Regions from separate parts of the Sus scrofa genome. Here region 2 is linked to region 1. Evidence: chromatin contacts called from public HiChIP or PLAC-seq data. All regions are on one chromosome and are shown on one strand. The core of a region is the stretch at or near the end of the contact, and the rest is flanking DNA. Distances in the headings are between cores, read along the strand shown. Region 1 has its middle 6.0 kb from the start of GPX1. Region 2 overlaps DAG1 (dystroglycan).

What was found. HiChIP or PLAC-seq counts read pairs in DNA pulled down with a chosen protein or histone mark.
Region 2: an H3K27ac HiChIP or PLAC-seq map of alveolar macrophages shows a contact between it and region 1. The contact joins two enhancer-like sites. A contact is called at or near these places in 1 of 47 Hi-C or Micro-C datasets (fibroblasts) and 2 of 2 datasets of contacts at active chromatin or transcription factors (alveolar macrophages and skeletal muscle).

The regions. Positions count from the first base shown.
Region 1 is chr13:31,909,254-31,913,332 of Sscrofa11.1, reverse strand. No RefSeq gene overlaps it. Among named protein-coding and RNA genes, the nearest start is that of GPX1, 6.0 kb to the left of the region's middle. Within about 2 kb of position 1,797, at least 22 of the 83 cell types and tissues checked have an H3K27ac peak or open chromatin away from gene starts, as enhancers often do. A contact at or near this core is called in alveolar macrophages, where this site is marked.
Region 2 is chr13:32,044,953-32,049,031 of Sscrofa11.1, reverse strand. All of the region lies in intron 1 of DAG1 (dystroglycan), which reads right to left. Among named protein-coding and RNA genes, the nearest start is that of DAG1, 19 kb to the right of the region's middle. Within about 2 kb of position 2,326, at least 8 of the 83 cell types and tissues checked have an H3K27ac peak or open chromatin away from gene starts, as enhancers often do. A contact at or near this core is called in alveolar macrophages, where this site is marked.

The sequences.
Region 1 (4,079 bases), core at 548-3,047:
GATGTCTGTCATTTAATATAAAGAAAACAACTTTCCTTTCAAAACAGGGCCAAGAATTGTTGATGGTCACTTGCAGACTGATCAACTCAGGAACCAAACCCGAGTCCTCATGGATATTAGTTGGTCTCATTACCACTGAACTACAATGGGAACTACACTGGCTAATGGCTTCTTGACCACTCTTCAGCTTCACTGTCACTCATTCCCTCCAAGAGGCAAGCATGATGCTCTCTGCTGGGCCAGGCTTTCTAATGTATTTTCAAAGTACCCTGTACTCCGTTCATAGAACAAAATATGCATTTTGTGATAACAGAGTCAAGTACATGACACAGGAGTAAGTGAGTGTTGCGAAAAGGAGCAAAGGGCATTTAGGGAAAAGATGTGGCATTTAGGGAGTTAGCTGACCTTTAGCTGAACCATTGTGGCTCAGAGGTAACGAACCCAACTAGTTAGTATCCATGAAGATGCAGGTTCGATCCCTGGCCTTGCTCAGTGGGTTAAGGATCCAGCATTGCTGTGAGCTATGCTGTGGGTCGCAGACGTGGCTTGGATCCTGTGTTGCTATGGCTGTGGTATAGGCCAGCTGCTGCAGCTCCGATTAGACTCCTGGCCTGGGAACTTCCATATGCCTCAGGTGCGGCCGTTGAAAAGACAAAATAATAATAATAATAAAGAAGCCACTAGCCAAGGAAGAAGCTGAAGGAGGGCAGACCGGCAAGGAGTTCATTGTGCCAGGGCCTGAGGTGGAAAGTTAGCGTCAATGACAAATGGAGAACACAAGGAGAAGCAGGTGCAAGAAGGAGATGAGCTCAGATCCAGATGGAGATATCTGGGGCAAGTGCTTACAAGAGGCTCAGAAAAGGAATTTGGGTTAGAGACAAAGTTCTAGTCAAGAGGTCAGTAAGTAGCCATTGGAGGGGATAAGGTCTCACCTGGGGAGAACGGCAAGAAGACCTGGGGGCCTAAACCTATTCGAAATCCTATTGACTCACAATCCTGGGTGAGGTGGCAAAGAGGTAGATGGATAGAGTCAGGATCCAAGGGAAGGGGCATTTCATAAAAACGGTTATCTGCACAAGTGTTTGTGGACTGAGAGACTGAGTGTTCCTTAGCAAATGTAGTACAGATTTGTTGTTGTGGGGTGGGGGGATGGGGGGCAGTTAGAGCTGAAACAAGACAGCCTGTGCCCCAAATGGACTAGGTCCTGTTCTAGGAGCTAATATATAATGCCTGAGAATCACCTGAGGGCTTGTTAAAATCTATATCCACAACCAGCCTCCAGAGTTGTTGACGTGGAAAGTCTGGGGATTTAGGATCTTACTCAATGACCTTTAGCTGAACCCATAAGGACAGCCTTCCTGCTCCAACTCTCTTCTTTCCTGTAAAGGGTCAGTGTGGCCCAAGCCACACTCTGTTGTTGGCTCTGGAGTGGGAACACAGGCCTTTTTGAACTGATACCAACCTCTTCCCTTCAGGGTGCCTGGTGACTCACCCCTCCATGCCCACTTTTTTTTTTTTTTTCTTCAGTTTATGCCTTGAGCTGCCAGAAAAGGGAACTTCTGAGATTCCCATGTGGCTGACCCTGGCTGGTGAATATTCCTTCTCAGACTTGAAGCTGCTTGCCCCCTTCAACTGTCCATACCAACCCTCTCCTTTTCAGGAAGACTCAGAATAAAGCCAGTTAACACTGCATCTTCCTACCCAAGAAACTAGACATCTTCCCCTAGCACACACACACACACATTCTTTCTCATACAACCACACAACTGCTACTGGCTCTGACCTGTACCCACTCCACCCCATTGTGAATCAGCAGCTCAAATTAAACAAGTAAAAGTGAAGGAATCCCAGTGAGCCTGCCTGAGGTCCTGGCCTTTGGTAGTAGTGCCTCCAGGACATCGCTTGATCTGGGGGCAGGCAGCAGCATATAGGCCACAGGTCTTCTGAAAAGGGAATGAGCCCTTCTGTTTCCCAATAGGTTCAGAGCCTCCATTTTAGTAGTTCTTCCAGAAATGCTGCTGTTAAATTTTTTTTTGGTGTTTTTTTAAAAACATAATATCTGATAAAATATATATATGTAGATTAAATCACAATGTACACACTAAATATTTTACAATTTTATCTGTCAAGTATACCTCCATAGAACTGAAAAAAAAAGATAAAATTCATCTGATTCAGGCATTTCTTGCACAATTACCCCTGTATCAGATGACTTCCTTATTCTGTCTCAATGTCGTTCTACAAACATTATTTAAAACAAGCTTATTTTCGGAGTTCCCGTCGTGGCGCAGTAGTTAACGAATCCGACTAAGAACCATGAGGTTGCGGGTTTGGTCCCTGCCCTTGCTCAGTGGGTTAACAATCTGGCATTGCAGTGAGCTGTGGTGTAGGTTGCAGACGCAGCTCGGATCCCGCGTTGCTGTGGCTCTGGCGTAGGCCAGTGGCTACAGCTCCGATTCGACCCCTAGCCTGGGAACCACCATATGCTGCGGGAGCGGCCCAAAAAAATAGCAAAAAAAAAAAAAAAAAAAAAAAAGCAGCTTATTTTTAAAGAGGCATTTCTATCTTGATCAGTCTTTTCATACAGGTTCTAACTTTGGGGTAATACTGGGTAAAAAAAATACTGGAACTGGCTATAGATTTCCCCAAGAGAACACAGCATGGATTTATAAAGAATGGGCAGGGATCCCTGTCAGAGTACTATGAATTTGGCAGGTTTTTGTTTTTACAATCACCAAATAGGCTGGAAGAGCATGCTTTTATACATGGAGGTGTGACACACCTGGGCTGGCACTAAAATAAAGCCCAGAGGAGTTCCCGTCTTGGTGCAGCGGAAACGAATCTGACTAGGAACCATGAGGTTGTGGGTTCGACCCCTGGCCTCGCTCAGTGGGTTAAGGATCCGGCGTTGCCATGAGCTGTGGTATAGGTCGAAGATGCAGCTTGGATCTGGTATTGCTGTGGGTCTGGTATAGGCTGGCAGCTACAGCTCTGATTAGACCCTTAGCCTGGGAACCTCCATATGCCTTGAGTGCAGCCCTATACAGACAAGAGACAAAAAAAAAAAGATCCCAGCTGGGGCTGGTCAGCAAGTTACTGGGCATTGAGCGCTGCTGGGATGGGAAGGAGGAGCTCAAATGAGAGAAGTTCTTGCCCAAGGAGTGAGGGTTCACAGGCCCTGGCCCTGGGCATAAGAGAGAAGCAAACGTGAGATCTGACATTCTTCAACTTTGACCTACCCACGAATTCAAATGCTGACTTGTCATGTGAAAAAACAAAAACAAAAACATCAACTAGGTGGGCCACTCGCTGGTGGTATTCCCTTAGTTGCATCCAGAGGCATTGAGACTGACAGGATATGACAGTGATGTGCTGGCAGAGGCCCAGTAGCCTTTCCATCATTTATCCTGCAGACAGAAACCCTATCCTCTCTACCAGGCCCAGTGTAGTTGTGGCCAGAAAGGCCAAGGTAGGAGTCCACAGAACAAGCTCACTTAATCCAAATGGAGTATTCAAAGACATATGCAGCCCACCTTGGGTGGTGTCCTACAGTCCTGCAGGCCAACTGGCTCCACAGGGGGGCAAATGGAGGGGATCTGAGCACCCTTGCAAGAGAAGTATGTTACCCCAGCCTCCTCTTCCTCTGTCCCCAGCACATAACTATGCCTATACATGTGTGCGAATCTAAAGAAGCCCTACGGCACACTTTATTTTTTCTTTTTTTAAGGCTGCATCCACAGCATATGGAGGTTCCCAGGCTCGGGGTAAAATTGGAGCTGTAGCTGCCAGCCTATGTCACAGCCACAGCAACGCAGGATCTGAGCTGCATCTGCAACCTACACCACAGCTCACAGCAACGCTGGGTCCTTAACCCACTGAGTGAGGCCAGGGATCAAACCTGTGTGCTCATGGATGCCAGTTAGATTCATTTCCGCTGAACCACAGTGGGAACTCTGGCACAACACTTTAAATCCATTACACTTTTAAAAAAATTTTTCTTGAGTTCCCGTCGTGGCGCAGTGGTTAACGAATCCGACTAGGAACCATGAGGTTGCGGGTTCGGTCCCTGCCCTTGCTCA
Region 2 (4,079 bases), core at 1,077-3,576, 140 kb before region 1:
AGGGCCTGAGAGAGTGACAGGACTATGAACCCATCTCAGTGATTTAGGCCAGGGAACACATCTGGGCTTTTCCTCTTGCAACACCTGTGCCAGGGAAACTGGTTTGACAAGGACTGCAGAGCAACTGAGAGGCTGAGCTGGGCCTGGCCTTTCCTCAGGCCCCACTACCCTGTCACAGAAGTGGTGCTCTGAGTACCTGCTATGAGCAAAGTATAAATAAAAGGAAAGAAAGCAGGAGTTCCCATCATGGCGCAGTGGTTAACGAATCCGACTAGGAACCATGAGGTTGCGGGTTCGGTCCCTGCCCTTGCTCAGTGGGTTAACGATCCGGCGTTGCCGTGAGCTGTGGTGTAGGTTGCAGACGCGGCTCGGATCCCACATTGCTGTGGCTCTGGCGTAGGCCGGTGGCTACAGCTCTGATTCAACCCCTAGCCTGGGAATCTCCATATGCCGCGGGAGCGGCCTAAGAAACAGCAACAACAACAACAACAACAACAAAAGACAAAAAAAAAAAAAAGAAAGCAGCACTCCGGAGGAAGACCCAAACCACCTCAGTCTTGTCAAAGGGACCAAACCTGAGGCTGACCAAGCCTTGAGATCCTGCTACCGATTCACAGGAAATATGGAGAAAAGCATGTTGAACAGCACCCTCGAACACAATCTGCTGAATCTGGACTGTGGGAGATTCTACAAGTCTAAAAGCCCGGGTTCTTCAGTAGATAATTACAGAGAAAAGGGACAGAGGGGAGAAAACGTAAATAAAGCAACTTATAAGATATGCCAACTTAAAAGATATGCCAACTTAAAAAAAAGACAAAATTAAAATGCAGTGTCTAAGGATAGACATTTCAGAGATAAAACAATTGTTAAAAGCAAGGAAATGGATACAAAAAGACAAGATGGGATCACCTTGGGAAGGAACGGGAGGGGAGTTGTGGCAGAGTTGGGGCCCACAAAGGGACCTGTAGTGAAACCAACAATGCTCTGTTTCTTGACCTTATAATTCACTAAGCTATACTTTTTTTTTTGGGGGGGGGGTTGTTTTCTCCATTTTTGTTTCATCTTACACTAGTAAAGTTTTTTAAATTTAGAAACATATATTTTAAAAATAAGATGAAATAAACATAAAACCAGCCCTGGAAGAGCTTGAGGACTTTATGAAACAGCATATGCAAAAAGACAATCCCAACAGGAAGCACAGAACAGAGAGGGTGGCCTCATAGGCAACTGTGTGGTGACCTCTCTTTCAGGGGTTGGGCCTTGGGAACCACCACTGGCTGTTCATCCAGGTCCCACACTCCAATAGCTTTGCTGCTTACTAAGCTCATGTTGTAGCTACCTGCATAGCTCCCTTATCCCTCTCAACTGGTTCCCAGGGATATAGTAAAGGTGTTGAGGTTTTTTTTAAAAACAAGGTGCCCCCAAATCCTGACAATGTATCCAGTCATTACTCCCTTCCACAGTAGACTTTCCTGATTCCCAGAGACTGAAAAGTTTTAACTTCCTCCCCAGGTCAAGCACACCAGCATTGTCTTTTAGGCTCCTCAACTCTGGGCTAGTACAATCTCACAGCCTCTGTTTCTGTTCAGCTGGCTCTATCTATGCCACCAGAACTCCATCCTCTCATGGTTGGCCAAAGCCTCCATCCCCATCTCCCACCCCTACCACTAGCTGACATGGCCCCATAGTGGCCTCTAGTCTCCACTCCTCTCCATCCCCAGACAGTAACCCACTGCACTCCTCACCTCCAACCTCCTTCAGCTGACTTAGGGATTAAAAGAGAAAACACAAGAGTTCCCTGGTAGCCTAGCAGTTAAGGATCCAGTGCTGTCACTGCTATGGCTTGGTCACTGCTGTGGCCTGGGTTCAATCCCAGGCCTAGAAATTTCCACATGCCATAGGCAAGGCCACAAAAAAACAAAAAACAGCAAATATGGCAAAGTTCCTCTGCACACTGTGAGTGATCTTCTCCCTCCCTACCCCGTTCCAAGGTTCATCTTTCCTAATTCCCCTCCCATCTCCTCCTGCAGCTTCCTCAATTATCCTGCAAAGCCCCCCTAACACACACCCTCATCCAAATCATTATCAAACCAAAAGGGGTACCCACAGTTCACTGTGACCACTCCCTGCAACTCCATCTCGAAGACCCCATCAGAATCGCCTAAGGCATCAGGGTCAGGAAATGGCTCAATAGGACACAGACACATCAATGTGTACCCAAATGTCAGCTTGGCTTTGAAAATAATCTAGAATGGCTTACAAGCTAAGATCCTCTCCCTGATCCCTTATGCCCCCCACTTCCCCTTACGATGAATCAGAGGCACATGGCAGTACCATCAGGTTCTCCAAACTACACTTCTTCTGAAAAAGATTAACTGAGGCGTTCCCGCTGTGGCTCAGAAGTAATAAACCCAACTAATATCCATAAGGATGTGGATTCAATCCCTGGCCTCATTAAGGATCTGGCACTGCCATGAGCTACAGTGTAGGTCATAAATGCAGCTCAGATCTGGCATTTCTGTGGCTATGGCGTAGGCCAGCAGCTGCAGCTCTGATTTGACCCCTAGCCTGGGAACTTCTGTATGCTGCAGGTATGGCCTTAAAAAGCCCAAAAAAAAAAAAAAAAAATCAACTGAAGGGAAACAATAATCACTTATCCACACTCTTTTCTTCAGGGCAGGGGTAGGGCCCAATCCTCTCTTATCCATCACCAATCGATTTCCAGGGCCTAGCACAGTGCCCTGGACATGACAGTGACTCAAAAACCATCTGCTTTAATGAACAAATAACTGAAACTCAGTGCCAACTGGGCCTGCTTGCTGGGTGCCAGATGACAGTCCCCTCCATAGCGCATGGTTAGCCTGTCTTATAGAGCCATTTAACAGTTAATATTTAATTTTAAACACTTCCTAAATCAAACTCCTCTTTTCTTTAACTTTTTCCAAGTATAACATATATTCATTAGGTAAGGTGATGCATGAAAAGAAAAGGACCTGACACAAATACACACCTTAGGTTTCTCACTACGGCTCAACAGGTTAAGGATCTGGCACTACTGCAGCTGCAGCTCAGATTCAATCCCTGGCCTGGGAACTTCCATATGCCACAGGTGCAAGAGGGGAAGGAAAAAAAAAACCCTTAAAATATATATACAGGAGTTCCCTGGTGGCCTAGTGAATTAAGGATCTGGGGTGGTGTTGTCACTACTATGGCTCAAGTCACTGCTGAGGAGAGGTTGGAGCCCTGGCCTGGGAACTTCCGTGTGCCGTGGGTGCAGCCAAAAACAAACAAACAAAAAAACAAAACAACAACAACAAAAAACACACATATACGCATACATACAAAATACAAACAATCTTAATCTAGTCACTCATATCATCTTATGTGTGTAATGTTTCTGTGCTTCAGACAACCTGCATGAGCAGACCAGCTAAGGAACTTGTATACACACAAGTGTCCTGCTTTTGCCACCCCAGATCCAAATTCAAAATAAAACAGCCAAGGTCAATAATCCTGTCACAACGATAAGGAGTCTGCAGTGCCTGCAATAAAAATGGGCTTATTTCTACACAGGATTCTGTTGTACTGAGAATCAGTTCCTGTACAGTGGCCTCCTCTGGACTGTTCTGAACTGCCCCAGGACTACTCCCAGGCTGGGAGAAGCCCTGTGGGCTCTGCTTCCCCTCTACCCTATCAGAGGATTAAGACTGAGCATTTAGAGATTTTCAGCTCCCCTCTGGTGGTATCATGTCATTTTCTTATCTGTTAAAAGCCAACGGCTCTACCCTCACTGTCTCTAACACAAAGGTCAAAGACCAAATGCCTTCACCATCTGGAAATCACCTGGAGCCTTCTCTAATGGGAACCCACAGGCAGTTCCCCCTCAACACAGAATCATAAAATACAGTGCCTTCATCACCTGGAGGCTAGAACACAGTATTTGTCTTTAGGATAATTATCCTCTGCTCAGAAGTTGAGCACCCTCATCTTCCTCACACCCCACAGCTCTATGTTCAATCTGTCCCTCAAGGAATCAAGAAAGCCTAAAAACACTTCAGGTTTCCCAGGAGGATGCTGAC